Linked DNA regions of Mus musculus: region 2 is linked to region 1. The links are chromatin contacts, called in public HiChIP or PLAC-seq maps. All regions are on one chromosome and are shown on one strand. The core of a region is the stretch at or near the end of the contact, and the rest is flanking DNA. Distances in the headings are between cores, read along the strand shown.

Region 1 (3,412 bases), core at 469-2,968:
AGCAGGATTAATGTAGTAAAGATGGCCATCTTGCTGAAAGCAATCTACAGAGTCAATGCAATCACCATCAAAATTCCAACTCAATTCTTCATAAAGCTAGAAAGGGCAATTCTCAAATTCATTTGGAATAACAAAAAAAAAAAAACAAAAAAACAAAAAAAACAAAAAAAGAAAACCAGGATATCGAAAACTATTCTCAACCATAAAAGAACTTCTGGGGGAATCACCATCCCTGACCTCAAGCTGTATTACAGAGCAATAGTGACCAAAAAACTGTATGGTGGGGGCTGGAGAGATGGCTTAGCAGGTAAGAGCACTGACTGCTCTTCCAAAGGTCCTGAGTTCAAATCCCAGCAACCACATGGTGGCTCACAACCATCCTAACAAGATCTGACACCCTCTTCTGGAGTGTCTGAAGACAGCTACAGTGTACTTACATATAATAAATAAATAAATAAATAAATAAATCTTAAAAAAAAAAACAGAACAAAACAACTGTATGGTATTGGTACAGAGACGGGCAGGAAGATCAATTGAATAGAATTGAAGACCCAGAAATGAACCTACACACCTATGGTCACTTGATCTTTGACAAAGGAGCTAAAACCATCCAGTGCAAAAAAGACAGCATTTTCAACAAATGGTGCTGGTTCAACTGGCAGTCAGCATGTAGAAGAATAAGAATTGATCCATTCTTATCTCCTTGTACAAAACTCAAGTCCAAGTGGATCCAGGATCTCCACATAAAACCAGGTACACTGAAACTAATAGAAGAGAAAGTGGGGAAGAGCCTCGAGCACATGGGCACAGGGGAAATTTTCCTGAACAGAACACCAATGGCTTATGCTCTAAGATCAACAATCAACAAACGGAACCTAATAAAATTGCAAAGGTTCTTTCTGTAAGGCAAAGAACACTTTCAATAGGACAAAACAACAACCAACAGATTGGGAAAAGATCTTTACCAATCCTACATCCAATACAGTGCTAATACCCAATTTATACAAAGAACTCAAAGTTAGACTCCAGAGAAACAAATAACCCTATTTAAAAATGGGTACAGAGCTAAACAAAGAATTCTCAACTAAGGAATATCTAATGGCTTAGAAACACCTAAAGAAATGTTCGACATCCTTAGTCATCAGGGAAATGCAAATCAAAACAACCCTGCGATTCCACCTCACACCAGTCAGAATGGCTAAGATCAAAAACTCAGGTGACAGCAGATGGTGTTGAGGATGTGGAGAAAGAGAAACATTCCTCCATTGTTGGTGGCATTGCAAGCTGGTATAACCACTCTGAAAATCTTTTTGGCAGTTCCTGTTGGTATTCTGTCTAAACTCCACCCCCACAGTTCCTGGCAGTAGCCAGGTATGCTCCTCCCCACAGTTACCTGTCTGTAGGTCTGACCCTATAAAAGGGGCTACTTGGCCCCTCCTCTCCCTCTCTCTCTCTCACCCTCTTTTTCTCTTGTCTCTCTCTTGTCTCTTGCCCCCTTGTTCCCTTGTTCCCTCCTCTCTCCTTCTGTTCTCTCCTCTCGTGGCTGGCCCCCACTTCTCTCCTCTCACCTCTCTGCCTTTCTCTGCCTCTGCTATTCTCTTAACTCCCCTCTTCAGGCCCTGAATAAACTCTATTCTATACTATATCAGTGTGTGTCTGGTTCCTCAGGGGGAAGGGATGCCTCGGCATGGGCCCTCCGAGGCACCTCCTTCCCCCACACCCAGCCAGAACATATCTTGATAGCTCTTTCTCTTCTTATGATCACAACAAGTATTACCTGGGGACCGAGCTATACCATTTTGAGGCATATATCCAAAAGATGCTCCAACATATAAGAAGGACACATGTTCCACTATGTTCATAGCAGCCTTATTTATAATAGCCAGAAGCTGGAAAGAACCCAGATGTCCTTCAACAGAGAAATGGATACAGAAAATGTGGTAAATTTACACAATGGAGTACTACTCAGCTATCAAAAACAATGACATCATGAAATTCTTAGGCAAATGGATGGAACTAGAAAATCTTATCCTGAGTGAGGTAACCCAGAAACAAAAGAACATACGTGGTATTCAGTCACTGATAAGTGGATATTATCCCAAAAGCTGATACCCAAGATACAATTCACAGACCATATGAAGCTCTTAGAAGGGGGAACAAAATACTCACAGGAACAAATACAGAGACAAAGTGTGGACCAGAGACTGAAGGAAAGGCCATTCAGAGACTGCCCAACCTGGGGATCCATCCCATATATAGTCACCAAATGCAGACAATATTGTGGATGCCAAGAAGTGCTTGCTGACAGGAGCCTGATATAGCTGTCTCCTGAGAGGCTGCACCAGAACCTGACAGAGAGTTGGATGCTCGCAGCCAACCATTGAACTGAGCATGGGGTACCCAAAGGAGGAGGGTTTTTTTGTTTTGGGGGGAGGTTGAAATTTTTTTATGAAGTCATTGTTTTCTTCTTTTGTTTTTTTAATTAGATATTTTCTTTATTTACATTTCAAATGTTATCCTCTTTCTTAGTTTCCCCTCCAAAAATCCCCTACCCCCTCTCCTCTTACTCCCCAACCCACCCACTCCCATTCCTGGCCCTAGCATTCCCCTATACTGGGGCATAGAACCTTCACAGGATCTAAGGCCTCTTCTCCCATTGATGACCAACTAGGCCATCCTCTGCTACATATGCAGCTAGAGCCACAAGTTCTACCATGTGTTTTCTTTGATTGGTGGTTTAATTCCAAGGAGCTCTGGGGGTACTGGTTAGTTCATATTGATGTTCCTCTTATGGGGTTTCAGACCCCTTCAGCTCCTTGGTTACTTTCTCTGGCTCCTCCATTGGGGATCCTGTGCTCCAGCCAATGGATGACTGTGAGCATCCACTTCTGTATTTGCCAGGCACTAGCAGAGCCTCTCAGGAGACAGCTATATCAGGCTCCTGTCAGCAAAATCTTGTTGGCATCTGCAATAGTGTCTGGTTTTGGTGGTTGTTTATGGGATGGATCCCCAGGTGGGACAGTCTCTGGATGGTTGTTCCTTCAGTCTCTGCTCTGAACTTTGTCTCTGTAACTCCTCCCAATGGAGGAGTTAGAGAAAGGACTGAAGGGGCTGAAGGAGTTTGCAGCCCCATAGGAAGAACAACAATATAAACCATCCAGACCCCCCAGAGTTCCCAGAGACTAAACCACCAACCGAAGAGTACACACAGAGGGCCCCAGCCACATATGTGGCAGAGGATGGCCTTGTCGGGCATCAGTGGGAGAAGAGGCCCTTGGTCCTGTGCAGGCTCCATGCTCCAGTGTAAGGAATGCAAGGGCAGGAAGGGGGAGTGGGTGGGTGGAGGAACACCCTCATAGAAGCCGGTAGATAGAGGAGGCATGGGATAGGGGGTTTCCGGGAGGGGGAGGGG
Region 2 (3,153 bases), core at 390-2,889, 96 kb before region 1:
TTTGTTTAGTTTACCTTTGTGCCATGGTCTTCTGGAACCCAGGCTGGCCTCAAGTTCATTGTGTAGTGAAGGGATGCCCTTGATCTTCTTTGCCTCCACAGCCCAAATCCTGGGGTTAGAAGTATGCACCTGGGGCTGGAGAGATGGCTCAGTGGTTAAGAGCACTGTCTGCTCTTCCAGAGGTCCTGAGTTCAATTCCCAGCAACCACATAGTGGCTCACAACCATCTGTAATGAGATCTGATGCCCTCTTCTGGTGTGTCTGAAGACAGCAACAGTGCACTCATATACATAAAATTAATAAATCTTAAACAAAAAAGTATGCACCTGTACTGGCTGGTTTTGAGCGTCAACTTGACACAGGCTGGAGTTATCACAGAGAAAGGAGCTTCAGTTGAGGAAATGCCTCCATGAGATCCAACTGTAAGGCATTTTCTCAATTAGTGATCAAGGGGGAGGGCCTCTTGTGAGTGGTAGCATCTCTGGGCTGGTAGTCTTGGGTTCTATAAGGAAGCAGGCTGAGCAAGCCAGGGGAAGCAAGCCAGTAAGGAACATCCCTCCATGGCCTCTGCATCAGCTCCTGCTTTTTGACCTGCTTGAGTTCTAGTCCTGACTTCCTTTGATGATAAACAGCAGTGTGTAAGTGGAATAAACCCTTTCCTCCCCAACTGCTTCTTGGTCATGATGTTTGTGCAGGAATAGAAACCCTAACTAAGACAGCACCTGAATCCTCCAAGCTGCTGAGCACACAGTAAGCCTTCAAGTTTCCATCTGTACCATAAATAGTGTTGACTTATGTTTTCTGCTCTCCATCAGTCTCCTCGCATGGGGACCCTCTCTCCCATCCCAAAGACGCATTACCTCACAGCTAATTTGTAAAGACAGAATGGAATAAAGGCCAGTAATTGACTCTGTTCTAAGGAAGCCATGCAGTGAGGAGATGCCTGTGCCTCAAGGACCCTGGCCACTTCATTATAGCTCTGCGGCAAGCTGTGGGAGAGAAAGGAGACCCGAGAGGGAGCCAGGTAATGGCCCAAACGTCTTACGTGCACCCTTAAGGACCCCACACCCACCCGTGTGGGGCTTGCAGGGAGCCAAGCCACTAGGAAAATGTTTCCCCCAGTCCTTCATATTTCCGGGACAGCGGTCCGTTTATTTCCCATCTTCTTGCCTAAGGAATTACTTCAATGAGAACCAAGAAAGACAGTGGTGATGGCTCACCTTCGCTGTCAACCTGACTGGAATCACATAGGAGGCACACTTCTGGGAGAGGGCTTCCAGAGAGGGTTAATGAAGAAGACCCACTTCCAAAGTGTGCAGCATCGTCCTGTAGGCTGGGGTCTCAGGATAAATACAAAAGAGCAGGAAAAACGACGATCAGAGCACTAGTAAGTAGCCCCGTTCCTGCCTACAGAAGCATTGTGGCCAGCTGCCTCGCTCTGGGGCAGCAGCTGGAGGCCACTCTTCCCTTTGTCCTGCCCACCACAGGGGGCTGCATCCTCTGACCCTGAGCCAAAATAAGCCGTTCCTCCCCTGAGCTGCTCCTTCTCAGGTGTATCTGATCTCCAGGAAGGAGCTGAGGAAGGAACGCAGCGTCCAGCTCAGGCAGACCGTCCACATGACCACACAGCTGTGGGCCCCCGCTCGGCTGTCTTAGCAGTGCGGCTGGAGAGTGACTGGCGGAGCGCACTGAGTTCCAGGCCCAGGCTTTGTCCGTGGGACTGCATTGATTCATCCTCTCTCCTTCGTTAGTGAGTGGATCTGCTTGCTGAGAATGTTCTCTGACCATCAGTAGGACACTCAGGGAGCCTATCCAAATCAGTGTAAGAAGAAAGGGACCCCATTTGCTGAGAGATCATCCCGAGATAGATCTTCCGCATCTGAACTACATTCGGGACTGAGCAAAGCTTCAGCACTTTACTGCTGTTCCCACTTGCCTATCTCTGGAATTAGAATACGTTTGTTTTTGTTTGTTTGTTTTACACTTAGGTTCTTTGAGCATACTTTGATACTTTTCCTTACTGCGGTTCCCTCCTGCTTATCTCTGAGACTATAACACATTTTTTTAAAAACACCTAGGGACACTGCGCGTGCTCAAAAGCATGGGGCGGCAACGCAGGAAACTTGATATCCTCAGATATTCTAAGTCCTAAAAGAAGCCCAGTGCTCCACAGCTTCAGGACCCACATAGACTCCTGCTAGCTGGGTTGGCTCTGGGAAGGGCTGGCTGGACCCAGGGACCCCAGTGTTCAGCAGTCCAGTTACTGCGCAGAAGTAATAGCAGTCCTTTGGGCTAATGGAGGTGTCCCAAGTTCCATATTTAATGATCAACGCTGGAAGATAATCTATGTAAAATGCTAATCTGCCTCTATGCCTAGAACTCAGGAGATAGAGGAGGAGGTTCAGGCTGCTGGCTAATTTGGGGTAGTAGCAAATTTGAAGCTATCCTGGGTTGTATGAGACCCCATCTCAAACAACTGAAAACTGTTTGGCATAAAACATTTGGCACATGTTTGTGAGATCACTGACTTCATTTCAAGCAGCTGTGAGTTTCTGCCTTTTCATCCCTCTGCTAACCTGACCTAGGACTGGGCTGCCTCCTGCATCCACAGCAAACACAGTGAGAAGGCTGATTCCATGACAGGCTTCAAATGAACAGTTAAGGAGACTAGACCTAAAAATACAGGCTTGGCTTTGAGCAGCCAGTCAGAAACTGCCCTATCACCTGCCCTGAAGCAAGGACAATGGGTCAGCAGTTTCCTGCTGGCCCCCACGCCCCAGTAACGGAATGTCCTTTGTGATAGAGTAAGACAAAGCCAACCTACCTCGGGATTCCCCTAAGGAGCTTTAAATTGAACCTGTGAACTTCAGAGTCTCTCTATCTTGGTAATGGGAGACCCCAGCATGCTGGACTTCTGCAGAATAAATCACTCTGCATTTATATCCTATGTGAGTCTGGGGTGTCATTCTTCTGCGAAGCATGGATCCTTACAACAGGAGTTGGTCTGGCTTTGGCATCTCTGGTGCCTTAAAAATGCTGTGACCCCCCATGTGTTTAAAAGTGCCCATAAACCTCTATGGTTTGAGCCTTTTATTTCTGTCCTATCCTATGCTATAGCTCTTCAGTGTATCCTTCACTGGGTTTGCGTTTGTG

The links. HiChIP or PLAC-seq counts read pairs in DNA pulled down with a chosen protein or histone mark.
Region 2: an H3K27ac HiChIP or PLAC-seq map of extraembryonic endoderm stem cells shows a contact between it and region 1. The contact joins two enhancer-like sites. A contact is called at or near these places in 1 of 39 promoter capture datasets (liver), 1 of 484 Hi-C or Micro-C datasets (nephron progenitors) and 4 of 115 datasets of contacts at active chromatin or transcription factors (bone marrow-derived macrophages, embryonic stem cells, extraembryonic endoderm stem cells and 1 more).

Annotation. Positions count from the first base shown.
Region 1 is chr5:25,556,502-25,559,913 of GRCm38.p6, reverse strand. No RefSeq gene overlaps it. Among named protein-coding and RNA genes, the nearest start is that of 1700096K18Rik, 28 kb to the right of the region's middle. Within about 2 kb of position 1,718, at least 3 of the 459 cell types and tissues checked have an H3K27ac peak or open chromatin away from gene starts, as enhancers often do. A contact at or near this core is called in extraembryonic endoderm stem cells, where this site is marked.
Region 2 is chr5:25,653,162-25,656,314 of GRCm38.p6, reverse strand. No RefSeq gene overlaps it. Among named protein-coding and RNA genes, the nearest start is that of Gm42234, 15 kb to the right of the region's middle. Within about 2 kb of position 1,639, at least 51 of the 459 cell types and tissues checked have an H3K27ac peak or open chromatin away from gene starts, as enhancers often do. A contact at or near this core is called in extraembryonic endoderm stem cells, where this site is marked.